Linked DNA regions of Mus musculus: region 2 is linked to region 1. The links are chromatin contacts, called in public HiChIP or PLAC-seq maps. All regions are on one chromosome and are shown on one strand. The core of a region is the stretch at or near the end of the contact, and the rest is flanking DNA. Distances in the headings are between cores, read along the strand shown. Region 1 holds the start of Nvl (nuclear VCP-like). Region 2 overlaps Dnah14 (dynein, axonemal, heavy chain 14).

Evidence for each region. HiChIP or PLAC-seq counts read pairs in DNA pulled down with a chosen protein or histone mark.
Region 2: an HNF4G HiChIP or PLAC-seq map of pancreatic cancer cells shows a contact between it and region 1. The contact joins the enhancer-like site here to the promoter of Nvl in region 1. A contact is called at or near these places in 4 of 39 promoter capture datasets (the 3T3-L1 cell line, cranial neural crest and hippocampal neurons) and 2 of 115 datasets of contacts at active chromatin or transcription factors (embryonic forebrain and pancreatic cancer cells).

The regions. Positions count from the first base shown.
Region 1 is chr1:181,140,387-181,146,371 of GRCm38.p6, reverse strand. Nvl (nuclear VCP-like) reads left to right here and starts at 2,168. Exons shown (of 23, transcript NM_026171.2): 1 at 2,168-2,321; 2 at 3,973-4,046. The coding sequence starts at 2,265.
Region 2 is chr1:181,619,846-181,625,396 of GRCm38.p6, reverse strand. It overlaps Dnah14 (dynein, axonemal, heavy chain 14), which reads right to left. Exons shown (of 87, transcript NM_001377039.1): 17 at 3,417-3,589; 18 at 2,360-2,704. It overlaps Gm33612 (a long non-coding RNA gene), which reads left to right. Exons shown (of 3, transcript XR_373757.4): 3 at 3,518-4,400. Among named protein-coding and RNA genes, the nearest start is that of Gm33612, 4.6 kb to the left of the region's middle. Within about 2 kb of position 1,611, at least 36 of the 459 cell types and tissues checked have an H3K27ac peak or open chromatin away from gene starts, as enhancers often do. A contact at or near this core is called in pancreatic cancer cells, where this site is marked.

The DNA.
Region 1 (5,985 bases), core at 919-3,418:
ACTAGGGAAATGTAAATCAAGTTTACAGTGAAGTGATGCGTTTATTAGAATGGACACTATCAAAAGAGCAGGAAATCTGCGTTTATAAAGATATGAAATACTTGTTATTCATGGTTGTTGCTGTTGTTCAGGCAGGGTCTCACACAGTAATCAGGAATGGCCTGGAACTCATCAAGTGGCACAGGCTAGCCTCAAACTTGCAGCAATCCTGTTGCCCCAGCCTCCTGAATGCTAGAATTACAAAATGAGCCAAGGTGTTCATATCAGGGGCAATGAAAAATTATATACCTGCCACTGAGAGCGGCGTGACCCACACCAATGCAAATACCTCTGCTGAGATTCCATCTCACTCCAGTCAGAAAGGCAATCATTAAAGATAAATAACAAGATAACAACAAATGCTGGCAAGGATTTGGAAAGAAAGAACCCTTATATACTATTTGTGGGACTATAAACAGATACTATGGAAGACAGAAGATTCCTAAAACTAGAGCTACCGTCTGATCTAGTTGACATACATACATACATATATATATGTATGCACACACACACACACATATATACAAATGAATGATTGTCAGTACACAAGAGATACCTACAATATGCATATTTTATCACAACACTACTCCCACAACGGACAAGTTACAGAACCAAACCAGACACCCACCAAGATATGAATTGTTTAAAATATATACACATACAATGGAATATTAGAATCAAAGTCAAAGCTAGGAATATAGCTCACTAGATATAGCCCAGTTGGAGTGATTGCCTATCATATATGAGGTTTTTGGGTTTGATATCCAGAACTGAAAACTAAGAACTGCCAGGAATGGTTACTGTGGTTGTTTGACTAGATGCCCCTCACAGTCCTGGGCACTTGAACACTTGTTTCCAGTTGATGGCTATTTGCGGAGGAGCAAGTGTGGCCTTGCTGGAGAAATTATGTCACTGAGGACAGGCTTTGAGGTTTCAAAAGACTCCTATCAGCTTAAGTTAGCTCAAGACTTTCTGTTTGTGCTTAGAGAAATATGCTCCCAGCTGCTGCCCTAGCTGCTCGCTACCTCCGAACCGCCATAACGATGGCTATCCCTCTGGAACCGTGAGCGCCAAATAATCTTTTATAGTTGCCTTGGCCATGTGTTTTATCACCGAATAGTAACTGACAGCCCTTTCTGTATCCTCAGCACTTCTCCCAAATAAATCTCCTAGAACTCTGTAGACGATATGCTGGCCTTGAACTCAGAGATCCATCTGCCTCTGCCTTCTGTGCGCTGGGACTTAAGGTGTGCGCTACTGCACCCCCACAAATCAAACTTCCTGAACAACCACTTAAACCTTGTAAATTACTCTGAATAATTTTCCTTAAAAACAAACACCAATAACAACGGAGAGGCGCCTACACATAACAGTTGCAAAATACTCCTATGCAAAATTCTCCCTTGAAAAGGCCAAGAAACCCATACTCACCCTTGGGCTTTATCTTGTTTTGTTTTGTTTTGTTTTTTCCCCCTGAGCACCTATTAGCCACTGTGCTCAAGAGTGCTAAAATTATCTTTTAATAAATCCCAATTCTGCTTCATATTGGTTTGTCATGAAGTTGTTTTCTACAAAACCATGAATCTTGCTTTTTCCTGAAAAGACGTTTTTAAGGGGAAAACGTCTTAGGCTGCAGACTGAGTTCCACACTATCCTTGGGTACAGCGTGCGACACAGAACAAACAGAAACCGCGAACACGCTGCGGTCCTGGTTCCCAGACTGGAACGTGACAAACCCAAACTTTTTTTGTTTTGAGACAGCATCTTACTACTTGGCTGTGCTGCCTTTGAACTCTTCAGCAATCTTCCTTGCCTTCGCTTCTCGAATATTTTTAAGGTTTTTTTCCCCTGCTATGCCAGGCTTGGCATCAAGTTTACTACTTGCTTGTGAGAGTCTGCGCAGCCGCGAAGAATGGAGTCCGTGTCTGTTTGCTCAGTTGGGAACCAATAAAGTTGAACGCCTTCAAAGGGGGCCTAGCCTCTTAGGCAGGGCTGGGTAATCTTGACAAGGAACCAGACTGGAAACTCGCGCGCTTCCAGGTCCTCCCGACCTCCGTGAGCAGCGTAGTCCTCCCTACAGGCGGAGCTTTCGTGCTGAGGAAAAGTTGCGGGGGGGACTTCCGGTGCTAGGGACCACGCGTGGGCGGGGTTTCCGGTACGGCGGCGAGCGCGGCTGTGGCAGTCTTTCCCGGTAACAAGAGGCGCCCGTGCGGGGCAGCAGCATCATGAAGCCTAGACCCGGGGTTTTCGTAGACAGGAAACTGAAGCAGCGGGTCATTCAGGTGCGTGTGTGTCTGCGGACACTGCATCTCCATTTGCGCGCGGCTGCCTGGCTTGGCGCCTCTGGCCGCCGCCGCCGGGTTCCAGCATGGTCTGGATGTTCCCTTGCGGCTGCCGTAGAGAAACAGGCCTGGGAGCCTGGAGGCTTTGACATTATTTTTCTTATTTTCGTATCTTGGAAGCACTGTGTGGTGGACGCCTTCAGTGGCGTAGTCAGAGATACGAATTAAAGGGAGGGAGAGGTTTGGATTTTGTTTGGCGGTCGTACTGTGTAGCCCTGCCTACCCTAGACCTCGTTTGTGGACCAGGCTAGCTTTGAACTAGAGCCCCATCTTCCTCTGCTCCAAGGCTGGGTTAAAGGCTGCACCAACCACGCCCCGCAAGGCATTTTTGTATTTGTTTCCCATTTTTCACTGGTGGAATTTCGGGGTTTTTAAAAATTGGAGTTTCAAGAACTTAGATTGTTTTTCCTTGATCTGCCGTCCTTGCTTATTTTGGGGTTCGAAAGTTCTCTTAAGTTTTCAATTCTCTGGGCTTCTTGTATCCCTTCTTTCTTCATACTCCTTTCTTTCAAAAGATTTATTTATTTATTAGATGTAAGTACACTGTAGCTGTCTTCGGTTGTGAGCCACCATGTGGTTGCTGGGATTTGAACTCAGGACCTTGAAAGAGCAGTCACTGCTCTTAACGGCTAAGCCATCTATCTCTCCAGCTCCTTCTTACTCCTTTCTCACCTCCATACTTTTTACTAGATCTCATTCAGCCTAACACCTTTAAGTATGAGCTACCCTGTGACCCAAATTTGTATGTTTTACTGTTGGTTTCATTTTGTTTTTCTTTTCCGAGTCAGGGTTTCTCTGTGTAGCCCAGGCTGTTCTGGGACTCCTTCTGTAGACCAGGCTGGCCTCTTCCTTCCTCTCTGCCTTCCTAGTTCTGGGATTAAAGGTGTGGGCCACCTTAAAGTCAACAGGCCTTAGAGTTAAGTTATTCTTTACCTAAAAAATGTACTCACCTACTTTTTGTTACTGTTTTGAGACAGAGTCTCTTGAATTTTTCTATAGCCAGTTTCCTAGCTACCTCTGCTCAGTGCCCCAGGTTTTGCCTTTAAAAGAAAAATAGAGTATTTTTATTTTACTAGCATTTTATTTTATATGCTTTGATGTTGTGTCTGCACATACGTCTGTGTGAGGGTGTAGATCCCCTGGAACTGGAGTTATGGACAGTTGTGAGCTGCCATGTGGGCGCTGGAATTGACACCACCTTTCATCCAGTTGTTAAAGCGTAAACGCTCGATTGTGTTGGGGTCCAGGAGTCACCCTACAAACTATACAAACACCGATCTCAGACAGAGATGGTTTATTGAAGGTATAGCCTGCGTGGCTCTGACAGCCCTGAAACTCTTTGTAGACCAAACTTGCCTCAAACTCAGAGAGATCCGACTGCCTCTGCCTCCTGAGTGCTTGGATGTAAGGGGTGCGCTACCCAAGCCTGGCTGATGTGGTACTTAAAAAAAAATTATGTTCATGATATGCTTTTTTATTTTGTGGTACACTTTATTGCTTAAGAATTTATATTGAATTATGTGTTGGAATAACTCAACCTCTTATTTATTAGTTAAAATGTCTAAGTTAATTGTCATATTTTCTCTTTCAGTACCTCAGTAGTAACAGATGTGGCAAATATGTGGACACTGGAATCTTAGCATCCGACTTGCAAAGACTGTACAGGTAAAGAGGTGTGCTGCTAAATCCTTGATCCCCCCCCCCCCCCACACACACCTAGTTTTAAATAGTCCGACTTCCTTAATTTTTCAATTGATTTCAGTGGTTGCTAGCATCATCTTACCAATTCATAAACCTGGACCTTAAGTCAGTCATAAAAACATCTATAGTCTATATATACAGTGACTATATATACAGTGTTAATTCCTTTTACCAGAGGAAATGGTTTCTTTTCATCCATTAATAACTCTTCAATTGGCCAGGAGATAGAGCTGTTGTTGTTGTACTTCCTTTTCTGTTTCATCAGAATATTAAAGCAATCAAGCATTTCTTCCTCAACTTTCAGGCTCTATCAAGGAATGTGAGTCAGGCCTGGTAGCCATATGTAATCCCATCACCTAGAAAACTGAGGAATGAAGGTTTCAGGCTGAATAAAGAACAACAGTGAAATCTCTCAATTTGTAAAATAATTGTATTCTTTAAAAGTTCAGTTCTTTTAAAACTATTCAAAATGGGGGATTAGAGAGATGGCTCAGCAGTTAACACGTACTGCTCTTCTAGACATCTTGAGTTCAATTCCCAGCATCCACATGGTGATTCACAACTGTCTGTAATAGAGTCTGATATCCTCTTCTGGTATGTCTGAAGACAGCTACAGTGTACTCATATACAAAAAAAAAAACGTCTTTTTTAAAAAAAAAGAAACCTATTTAAAATGGGTTTACATAAATGGCAGATAGGTTCCAGCTTAGGTAGCTAAACTTGGGTTTTTCACTATCATGAATGAATGGTTTAATAATTGAAAGTCTTGAAGGAGCTGTACTACAGAGCAATAGTGATTAAAAACTGCATCGTATTGATACAGTGACAGGCAGTAGATCAGTGGAATAGAATTGAAGACCCAGAAATGAACCCACACACCTATGGTCACTTGATCTTTGACAAAGGAGCTAAAACCATCCAGTGGAAAAAAGACAACATTTTCAACAAATGGTGCTGGTTCAACTGGCAGTCAACATGTAGAAGAATGCAAATTGATCCATTTCTTATCTCCCTGTACAAAGCTCAAGTCCAAGTGGATCAAGGACCTCCACACAAAACCAGATACACTGAATCTTACAGAAGAGAAAGTGGGGGAAAATGCTCAAACACATGGGCACAGGGAAAAGTTCCTGAACAGAACACCAATGGCTTATGCGCTAAAATCAAGAATCAACAAATGCAACCTCATAAAACTGCAAAGCTTCTATAAGGCAAAGGACACTGTCAGTAGGACAAAATGGCAACCAACAAATTGGGAAAAGATCTTTACCAATCTCACATTTGACAGAGGGCTAATATCCAGTATATACAAAGAACTCAAGAAGTTAGACTCCAGAGAACCACTTAACCCTATTTAAAAATGGGGAACAGAGCTAAACAGAATTCTCAACTGACTAATCTCGAATGTCTGAGAAGCACCTAAAGAAATGTTCAACATCCTTAGTCATCAGGGAAATGCAAATCAAAAGCAACCCTGAGATTCCATCTCACAGCAGTCAGAATGGCTAAGATCAAAAACTCAGGTGACAGCAGATGCTGGCGAGGATGTGGAGAAGGAGGAACACTCCTGCATGCTGGTGGGATTGCAAGCTGGTACAAGCCCTCTGGAAATCAGTCTGGTGACTCCTCAGAAAATTGGGCAAAGTACTACCTGAGGACCCAGGTATACCACTCCTGGGATATATCCAGAAGATGCTCCAACATGTAATAAGGACACATGCTCCACTATGTTCATAGCAGCCATATTTATAATACCCAGAAGCTGGAAACAACCCAGATGTCCCTCAACAGAGGAATGGATACAGTGTGAGCTGCCATGTGGGTGCTGGAATTTGAACCCAGATCCTGTGGAAGAGCAGACATGCTATTAACTCCTCAGACATCTCTCCAACTCTCTTATTTT
Region 2 (5,551 bases), core at 362-2,861, 480 kb before region 1:
GGGCCCTACTTGCCCTTGGGGGTTGGAGGTGAGGTAGCACAGAGTCAACAACACAGACTCTGGGAGCAGGTGGGAAATGTCACAGCAAGCTCATCTGAGCACTGCTGCAAGCTCCTTTAATACCCTCCACCAGTGCCCCATTCATCCCAAGAAAGCATCTCTTCTAAACAGCAGTTCCTGATTGGCTGGCATTGGCTGGCACCACCAATCCTTGGTCTCTCAGGCAGTCCTAAATTAGGTACTCCTGTAGATGTTTTTTTGTGGCTACGTGGCCCCCGGTGTTTATATATAGGTGGCCCTCCCTACCGTCCCTGCTACAAGTCACTATGTGGGCACTACTACTTCCCACAAGAGAAATTAGTTCTAACTTGTGTAGGCGACAGCTCTGTTGCTGTTGCTGTTGCACGTGGGAGTCATGTGCAACTGAATCTAGCTACATTAACTCCTGCCTGCAATATCCTGCCTGTCAACTCCGCTTCCACGCCACTGGCGCTTCTCCTTTTGCAATTAACATCTTTCTTGAAAATTATTCCTGGCCCACTCAAGCTCTGTTCGCTACTTTGGATAAGGTTTGATGCAACATTAGACTTGGTATGTGTGAGAATGCTGCTATCCTCTCACAGTTATACTGCAGAGGCACAGTCGATGGGCAGCTTGTAACTTTGGGTTTAAGAAGTATTGGAAGTCTGGCTGGATAAAGAAAAAAAAATGATAGCTGTTATCATAAACTCTGGTCTTGAAACCTGTCTTGGGTACTATGGGAGGATGCTGGTACAGGCAACAGCTAGGATACTGGGATCCATATTTGTTCTACAAAGCAGACAAGCCATAGCCTAGTGAGTCTATGGGGAACAATGATGTCAGACAATGATGTGCGTTATAAAGCCAAAAAAAAAAAAAAAAAAAAAAAAAAAAAGAGATGGGCAGTGACATGGGGCGCAGTCTTCCACGTAGTTACAGAAAGTTCTAAAGGAAGTGATATTTAATAAAACACACATGTAAGTGCTGAGGAGGGACTGAGTTGGGTAAAGTACTTGCAAGTGTGAGGACCAAAGTTTGCATCTCCATAAACTACACAAGAGCATGCATGTCTATAATCCCAGGAGTCCTACGGCCAAATCAAGTGGAGAAGAATTTCTGGAAGCCCAAGGGCCTCTAATCTGGTTTATGTGATACAAACAAGAGACACTGTGTCAAACAACTCCTGAAGTTTGCCTTTTGACCTCCACATGTTATGGCAAATGTATGTGTCACATTCACATACAGAAATGCACTTATACACAGATAAAGACTAAACACAAAAACAAATGTAATCACAGTACTTTGGGATTTTCTGAGTATAATACTTATATGTATTTTTGATTGTATATCATCAAGTTATAATCTAATCTGAAATTTTCTTATGAAAAGGTGTACCTGCTTGTATTATGAATGCTAACTATGCTCCCCCAAAAAACTGTTTGCACGATAGGGTCTGCACATAGCTTCTGGGAACCTGCCCTCAGTTAGCTCTGACTGGTAAATAAAGAAAGCAGCAGCTGAGAGCTGGGGAGGACAGACAGAGGCGAGAGCTTGGCGTTTCCTGGGCTTGGGACGGGAGGAGAGGAAGGGGAGATGGCTTAGGAGAGTGTGGAGGGAGGAGAGACAGAGTCTGCCATGGGGTAGAGAAGCAAGGAGAGCACCCAGATGTCTAATTGGAGTGAAGAGTAACCAAGATGGAACATAAGAATTAATAAGTGGTAACTAGGAATTACTGGCAGAGGTAGGTTCTTGTTGGGGCCCCAGAAGCCTCTGGAATCTTGTTCCAGGGCCATTATCTAACACTCTTTTGCTTCTTCCACTATCTTGCTTCCGTTTTGTAATTGACTCAGGACATTTACAATGTGGGGCATTCCTTTCCCTTTACAATGAGGGCACTCCTTTCTGGACCTTTTACAATGGGGACATTCCTTTGACCTTAGTGTGTTACCTAGCACTGTGGTTTGGCCTGTGTACCTGAGCAAATTCTGTTTGCGGTTTTCAGCTTTAAAAAGCCCCCCATCTCCCCTGAGTAAACGAGGCTTGAACAGAATTTTTGTCTTGCATCCTTCTTTTGTGTCTTCTAATCCCAAAATTTGTTGTTGTAGCTCCCTTCCCTCGAGAATCCTGTTGTTTAAACAAGTCCTGCAGGTTGGGGCAGGTTCTCGCAGCGTGGAGGCCAGCTATTGTGCTGCTTAAGGCATATAAAAATATAAAGGCTGTGTATGTGTGTCTCACTTGGGAACATAAATGTTTGAGGTGGGAAGTGACCCCCCCCCCTTCAAGCTGGGATTCATTAATAATTAATTCAACAAAAAAGAGGAAAAAAATAAAGACTTACTTCTAATAGATTTGCACTTTTTTCCTCAATGGTACATTGTAACAGGTTGTAGCTCATTTGTATGATGCCATCAACATATGGTAAGCATGCTAATTGATAATCCAGACTATTCACATAAAAAATTCCAATACGTATCTCAATAGTCATGGTCACGATTTGCTTTAGGTAGCTTCTGAATTTATGTATTATTCTTTTAAACTCGATGGATGTCAAGTTCGTCATGAATGGCAGTTTTGTAGTCATGACTTTGGCCTTTTCTACTATGTAACAATATTTCAGAAACCTGCAGCTGTAGTCGCTAACCAAGCCCACTGAATTACCAATAATAGTCAGCAGAGTCACAATCTGTGAATGAAAACGTCAAGATGGTTAGCATGTTCCACCTGGAAATAGAAGCCTTACTAAAAGCTTTTATCTGCATTGTTGGGCAAGCTGATGGTTACTGTCAAATGATGGTCTTTGTACAATTCATTCTGTTTAGAACTGGAATTAAATATTGCCATATGTTGGAAACAAGACTAAGAAAAATAGATAACATGACTTTCATGCAAAGGTTACTCAGATATTTAATTTGTAATCAAGGTATTATTTTGAACTATGTCCTAGAGAGACCAACCATCTAGCTCACTGCCTGTCGTCCGACTTTCTCCTCACACAGTCCCAGAGCAGGCTGGGCCTGTGTATTTCTGATTTCACTTAGTTCCTAAGACATAGTTTATCTGGTTAGGACAGAGTTCGGACACAAGCTGAGATAGTTATATTCTACTGTGAATTTGGACAAAAAAAAATGCATTTAAGTGGTTAGGGAAGGGCTGGAAAATGGAAAACCAACATCTTGGCAAACCAAAGTCATGAAAGAACCGCAGGGAAAAAAACTCCTTTCCACAGTGGAAACATGAAAAACCGTGGTAAGTGGAGCCCAGAGACCACAGGGGAGACAAACTGGAATGATGCTAGGATGCTCTGAAGGTTTCCATACATCACGTTCATGTAATAATTGCACTAGGGTTCTGCTTCCTTACCAACCACTTCCAAGATGTCTGATCTCGAAACTTACTTTGTTCTGGTAGTCAGTGTCTGTGTCAAAGAGGATATAGAAATCTGGCCATCGGGTCTGCTTCTTATATTTGACTACACTTTTTGTTTTTGTCTCATTAGATAAATCCGGAACTGAAACCAAATCAACAAGGATAGACAGGCGAGGATCTTGGTGCAAAGGGATGATTGTGGCTGGAACAGGACATTGAACAGTTAGGATTTTCAGATGCCTCTCAGAAGCAACACTTTAAAAATCAGCCATAACATGTTAAAAGCTGACGCTGAGTGACTTAATGAGCAGACACTATTCTGTATCGATGGGGGCATTTATAAGCATGCACAAAGGTTTGCATTTAACATTATAAACAGAAGAAACTATCACAGATAATAGGTGGGGTAGGAGGCACCGTGCTGAAAACAGAGCCAGAGAATCCTGTCCTCTGTGTGGAGAGTGTTGTTCCATCTAGAGCACAGAGATACAACTAACACAGACTGGTATTGGAAAGGAGTTGACAGGTCAGATGTCTATGGTCACATCCCTTCACCCCCAACCAAGAGAAGGAACTTTGACTTATATTTTATGGCTTACACAAATAAACTCAAGATGAAGATAAACACAGAATACAAATGGATGAACTTCTAGAAGAAAATAGTGTGGCTCTTAAATGAGAAAGTCCCAGATACAAAGTCAAAAACATAAGGCATGGTAGAAGTCAATTGATGTGCTGGGGTTTACAAATCCGGGTGGCTTAGCACAGTTGAGAATGAGCAGCTAAGGAGGAGAACGTTTGCAAGCCTTCCAGCTGATGACAGATTTGACCACAACACTTGAAAGACCTCTCTCAGCAGCAAGTAGACACTCATCAAAGTGCCTTAAACACCTGACGCATAGGTGGAGAACTCAGGCAAGGAAGTCTGAACCGTCTTATCAATTCCTAGTGAGACAGAAAGTTCTAAAATGTGCCTCCTCGTGGCAACAGGTAAAGGAATTTTTAAAAGTTGACAATATAGCATTTCCCACCAATGCTGGAGAAACCCAGAAAGCTTCACACACTGCAGGTGAGAATAAAATGTCATCCTGCTATACAGAAAATATAATCTAAGAATTCAATACAATTAAACATATACCACAGATATGCTCATCTGTATACATGTATTTATACAAATAATAATTTAAAAGCAGATGAATCTCAGGTGACAAATGTGTAAGGAGTTAGAGGAACAGAAACTCCCACCTTCACAGTCCATGGTGCAGGGTTTTCCACCAACAAATGCTAAAATTAATGGACTTAGGTTTTTGTTTTCAGCAAAAAAAAAAAAAAAAAAAACCATGATATTTGCATTTCTTTTACGACTTTTGGCAGGACTATTGTAGCCAAGTCATGTAATTATCATTGCTAGTAACAAGATGTGCGACTTCACATGCTCTCTACCAAAGGCAGTGAGAGGATTGTCTGACTGCTACAACATTCATGCCCCAAATGGAGCAAGCGCCTCACGCTCATCTCATGACCACAGCAGAGAAGCCAAACTGATATATTCTACAGGATGTCAGGAGCCATATGGGACAAGCTAATAACTAGCAGGTGATCATCCTGAAGTGACCTGCCTCGGATTATTATATAATCTGCAACAGGTGAGCTCTCAATAAGCAAGGCTGTGAGGGACTAATTTTAGGAAAGATTCCTGCTATTAATATGCTTTTCCTGTTATTATTAAATATATATAACAATCACTAAGTAGAAGCACACCCCCTTTGAAATAGATCTCTGCAGATCCACGAAGATGGACTATCTTGTAGTGATGCTATATAGACAAATAGATGACTTAAGTCTTAGTGATGATTCTATAAGAATTTCTAAAATTATATCTGTGATATTAAGCTCTTTTATAATGGGACTGCTATTAAGTCCTTTTTCTGATAGTCAAAGCTGCAATGAGAACTCTGCCAGTTTCCCAAGTGTCACCAGTTAATTGCTCTTAAGATGGTAATCAGACTTTCTCCTACTCAGAGCACATTCCAAGAGGTTGTGAAACAATTAACCAAAGGTTATTAAAGGCAACTAACAATTTATTATAGGTGCTAGAACAGAAGATAAAATATCAGCAGGGTTTATATATACACAAAACTTCACTAATAACGTAGTTATGGTT